Regions from separate parts of the Xenopus laevis genome. Here region 1 is linked to region 2. The links are chromatin contacts, called in public Hi-C maps. All regions are on one chromosome and are shown on one strand. The core of a region is the stretch at or near the end of the contact, and the rest is flanking DNA. Distances in the headings are between cores, read along the strand shown. Region 1 has its middle 19 kb from the start of skida1.L. Region 2 overlaps dnajc1.L (dnaJ homolog subfamily C member 1).

The links. Hi-C and Micro-C count contacts between places; a contact is called where the count stands out from the background.
Region 1: a Hi-C map of the XL177 cell line shows a contact between it and region 2, with 3 times the contacts expected there. The contact joins two enhancer-like sites. A contact is called at or near these places in 2 of 4 Hi-C or Micro-C datasets (the XL177 cell line and the XTC cell line).

Annotation. Positions count from the first base shown.
Region 1 is chr6L:26,708,972-26,711,671 of Xenopus_laevis_v10.1, reverse strand. No RefSeq gene overlaps it. Among protein-coding and RNA genes, the nearest start is that of skida1.L, 19 kb to the right of the region's middle. Within about 2 kb of position 1,376, at least 3 of the 7 cell types and tissues checked have an H3K27ac peak or open chromatin away from gene starts, as enhancers often do.
Region 2 is chr6L:26,413,094-26,415,793 of Xenopus_laevis_v10.1, reverse strand. All of the region lies in intron 1 of dnajc1.L (dnaJ homolog subfamily C member 1), which reads right to left. Among protein-coding and RNA genes, the nearest start is that of dnajc1.L, 17 kb to the right of the region's middle. Within about 2 kb of position 1,368, at least 1 of the 7 cell types and tissues checked has an H3K27ac peak or open chromatin away from gene starts, as enhancers often do.

The DNA.
Region 1 (2,700 bases), core at 127-2,626, 300 kb before region 2:
CTCAGAGTTTGCCGTAAATTCATTATTCTTTCCCCCTGTGACAATCGTATCTTTCAGTCCAGCCAAGTATCTCAGTAATGCCTAGAATCTTGTACATGCGATTTGTTCAATCACACAGCTTGTTCCTATTTGGGAGATGAGGTGCAACTGTGAGTGATATGTTTACCTACAAGGGGAGAGGCCTTTTCCCATCAAATTCTATCCCAAATTCTCCTGGACCCCATTTGCACAGCCGTTTGGGTGATGGATTGTGGATTATTTAATGAATACACCCGGTAGGTTCGGTGGAATTTTAGGTAGAACATTGGTCCCAGAACACCATTCCCAATTGTATGTGTCTTAAATGTAGTCACTGTGAATGTTTTACCATGATAGGTGCAGGAATCCCATCTGGTTTAATGCAGGAGGGTCTCTTTAAATAAAGGATTGGTTCACCTTTACGTTCTATAATAGAATAGATTTTAAGCAACTTTTCAATTGGTCTTCATTATTTATTTTGCATAGTTTTCTTTTTGTAATGATTTGTCTTTCTTTGTCTGACCTTTTCCAGCTTTCATATAGGGGTCGCTGACCACATTTAAAAAAAATGCTTTATAAAGCTACACATTTATTTGTATTGCTACTTTTGATTTTTCTTTGCAGGCCCTCGCCTATTCCTATTCCAGTCTCTTATTCAAATCAGTGCATGGTTGCTAGGGTTATTTGGACCCTAGCAACCAAAAGGTTAAAATTGCAAACTGCTGCTGCTGCTGAATAAAAAGCTAAATAACTCAAAAAACTACAAATAATAAAAAAAATGAAACCGAATTACAAATTTCTCAGAAAATCACTCTCTACATGAGGGTAAAAATGAACTCAAAGGTGAACAACCCCTTTCCTTTAACTAAATAAATATATACACAGATAGTGACTGCGCAGTTTCTACAGGGGATGTTGGGAGTTGTAGTTCATGATTGTATAAAAACAGAGGTGGGTTTAACATAGTGCTGCAAAATGATATTATAAGCAGAACAATGGATTCTTTTTTTTTTTTATATTTTCCCTGAACAATGTATTTCCAGGTGTTTTAAGCAGAACAATGTATTTTCATATCATTGTTGCTGCAGTGTGGGGTTGTGCAATATACTCTGTTCATCTTGTGCTGTAGGAATAGATGGGCTGGTTGTACGTTTCCTGGCAAGATAGGAATAATTAAAGAGTTTTTAGCTATCATGTCTGTTAAAGAGGTATTTCCAGGCTCATGTAATATGGAGTTTGGATTAGAGGGGCAGCAGCCTTGTAATCCCAGTTGATGTCCCAGCGCAGTCCCCTCTAATGAGTCCTATTCCCTGAGGTCATACAGTACCCGAATGTCAATCAAAGCGACGGATTGAGGGCTGCTATTGTTCCACTCCCACGTCACTAGGCTTCCACTCATTATATGACACAATAGCCCGGCTCTCTGATCAGTCACACGGAATCTGCCCATTATCCGGGGGGGAGAAAGCGCAGCCCTGATCTTTCACTGGGAGATTCCCTTTGGTGGATCCCATCAGTTCTGCTGCTTTGTTATTATTATTTTTTTTTTTTTTGCTCTGTATATTTTGCAGCCCAACAACACGGACAGACAGGATCCTTTCTCACAAGGCTTTAGCGAGTGATGGCACAATGGGTGAACAGCACCCTGATGTCACAATGGGTGAACAGCACCCTGAGCGCTAAAGGAAAAAAAAAACAAAAAAACAAAAGCGCCTTTTGCTTTTTCTTAAAAGTGTTGCAAATAATCGTACAAAGTGAAAAGGGAGGAGCAGCACGGATTCCCGTAGATGAGCTGCCTAAATGATTAAATCCTGTTTAATTACAGGGTTCATATTGGTTTACACGCAGCCCCTGCCCGCAGCTTATGATTCCCAACTAATACCTTCTCCTTATTTTCTGCTTGTCACCACCAGATCTTCATCTGTTAATAGGAATCTCACATAACTGCTGTCAGGCTTCTGCTACATAGTTATTTATTTGTTTGTATGTGTGTGTGTGTGTGTAACATGAAATTCTGACAATCTCCCAAACAAATAATACTTCCTTTTCTTTAACCCAAGTGAGTGACTGTAACTGTTTGTTATTTACAAATATTTTGCTCCACCAGGACCAAATAAAGTTGTTGGAATGTGCCACTTTCTTTCGATTAGGTGGATGGAGATACTGATATTTACTGATATTCAGAAAGACTGATATTGTGCAGTTCAAGGGAAACAGTCTAGTGACACACATTTAATTTGTGTATATTTACTAGTGATTAATTGTAACGAATTATTCCAGGATAGTTGAGATTAATAGCTAACATCCTTGGAGTGAGAGGTCACTTTGTAGAGGATTATTTAATGAAGCTGATGTGGAATATGAAGCTGTGGGTGCAATGTAAGGGTGGGGGGTTTTTTGTAAGGAAACAATCACGTGCTGTAGGGGCTGAAGGCGCAGGTGTAGAGGCAGATCTGGTTACTGTTGTCTATAACTGCACCCTCTCCTACTAATGCTGCTTTGTTTTATTGGATACATTCAACCCTGGGTTCTCTGGTTCCTTTACTGCATTGTTATTAATAAATGCCATGGGTTGGTGACTGTGGTTCTTCTGAAAGGCAAACTCCCTTGGTCCCTAAATATGGAGAAACATGTATCAAAGTATATGTATTTCAGAGGGGTTGTGATCAATTTAGGGTAACT
Region 2 (2,700 bases), core at 119-2,618:
CTCTTCAGTATAGTTATCAAAGACCTTTCTAGAGAGGTACACAGGTATGGGACCTGCTGTCCAGAATGCTTTGGACATGGGGTTTTCCAGATAATGTCTCTTTCGTTAATTTAGATCTTCATACCTTAAGTCTACTAGAAAATCATGTAAACATTAAAAAATCCAATAGCCTGGTTTTGCTTCCAATAAGGATTAATTATTTCTTAGTTTGGATCCAGTACAAGGTACTGTTTAAAAAATTTGGATTATATGGATAACATGGAGTTTATGGGAGATGGCTTCTCTGTAATTTAGAGCTTTCTGAATAACAGGTTTCCAGATAACAGATCCCATACCTGTATTAAAAAAAAATTGTTAAAGGGCAAAGTGTTTTCACATCCTCAAATTGTTGTGATCCAATTAAATAGTGTTTGCTAGTTTGAATATGTCAAAAAAAATGCAATGCTGCTTCTTTATTTGAGCACATCCTCTTAAGCCTACTGTGCAGCCGAATGCTAAGGATTTCACTATATACCGGTAGGTGTCTATAATTACTAAGAAGAATGTACAACATCACCTCTGTCAAGGTAGGAGTGGGAAAAAATGGCGGGGGTTATTTATTAAGAATTAAGTTGTTTTCCCACTTTTTTTTGTCAAAATTCCCATTTTCGGGATAAAAAAAAAATTTAATTTTTCGAGATTTATTATACCCCGACCATGGAAATAACTCGAATTCAAAAATAAACCATCTAAAACCTGTCAAGGTCATGTAGGAGTCAACGGCAGAGGTCCCTTGAACCATTTGAAGATGTTAACAGCCTGCATGATGTTTCGAGTGGGTTTTGCATGACAATTCGATCAATTCGATTAATTTAATAAATTATTTTTTTTCCAACCAAAAACTTGAACAATTAAAGTTTTCAGGTTGTTAACCCCAATCTCTTTAATTTTTTTTTTTTTTTTTAAATTAGAAACCATTCAAGTTGTGAGTTAATTTGGGTTCATTCGAGGTATACAAAACTCTAAACTTCGACCTTTGATAAATAACCCCCTAAATGTAGTATAGTTTCCTTTTGAAATTAATACTGAGTGAAGGGGACAACCCAAGCTATAATTATTAGACAGATATAGACAAATACTGTCCTGTTAAGGAAGAGCAGCAGGGGTTAATTTGCTGCACTTTTTCATGCTCCACGTTAGAACTTTAAAAAGAGGCAAGTACATAAATACACACCCAGGCCAACAAAGCAGTTTAGCCAACTCAAAAGGTAATGGCAAAACTGAAGTGGCAGCTTAGGAAATCTGAGTTTTCTTTTTATTTCCATCAGACCAGTGCAACGCTGTGAATGGCGACTGTCAGAAAATAGTATTTGCCGAGTACAGATGTGAAACACCCAGTGGTGATTGATGAAGAGGGTGCGTGGCTTGGCCGGCAAAGCAGTTCTCAAGAAATCCTCTGAAAAATCTATAACGAAGCAGTTGAATGTTTCAGACTAACACTCAGACTGATAGGACTAACTTACATCTATGGCTACAGGGACATTAACATAAAAATGTGTGCCCCTAAAAACCTTGTGGAATCTAAATGCTTCCTGCAAACATACACCATACAGGACTCTGCCATGCGTTTTCTGTTATTATCCTGTTCAACTGCAGGGCTAGGAGGTCATGCAGGAACATACGCTTTATGCCAAACACAATTAGAATTGTATAATATATTCTAAAAATGTAAAAGTTCCACATATTATGATAGAAGGCAGATACACTCTAATGTCACAGAGAAAGACATTTTTAGAGAGTCTAGTAGTGTGTATCAATTTCCTTCCTATCCTTTGTGACAATAACACATTTAACATATATTCAGTATTCTGGGAGATTACAATTCCAGGACTTTTTTGGTTTAAAAACGCAGTCTTTACTTACATATTTAAAGCGGTGTCTGCCCCAAAACTTTTTTTTAATTTCATTTATATATTAAATAAATTAGAGCATTATTTTCTGCAAGAGAAACAGGATCAACTTGTTTAAATATAATGTGGCCTTAAAGCTAAAGTCAAATGAGGAAATTTTACATTAACAATTAGTCACCTTCTACAGTTTGCTATGGGCCCTGACATTTAGGGGTTATTTATTAAAATCCGAATTATCTTGGAAAAAAAAAAATCACCACCAAACTCCCATGCCCAATTCTAGCTTGTTTATTAATGAAATAAAAACTCGATTTAATTGGATCATGGAAAATCTCTATAAAATATAGTGAAAACCTGAAACATTCAAATTTTTCAGTCCTGAATTGCTTGAATTTTGCGAGTTTTTGCCCAAAAACCATGAAAAAGTTGGATTTTTCTGCTAAACCCAGCACAGACCATGAAAACTTCAGATAGAGATAGGTGCCTCTCTCATTGACTTATATAGGAGCTCAACAGATCTGAGATGGCAAATTTTCGCAGCATCATGGTAAAATAAATCTTGGAAAAAAATTAGGTTTTTTTTTCCTCTAAAAAAGTTCTCTAGTGAAAAAAAACAACAAATTTTTCGAGATTTTAACATTTGGATTTTAATAACACTTTAAATGTGGCTGCCAGGAGCATCTTTCTGTTCTGCAGAAACACATGGCAACAGATGCATGAAATGACCAGGGAATTAAAAGGATTAAAAACTGGATAAGAACTATATAAGGCACTCTCAAGTAGAAACAAAACAAACCGACTATGTGAGCTA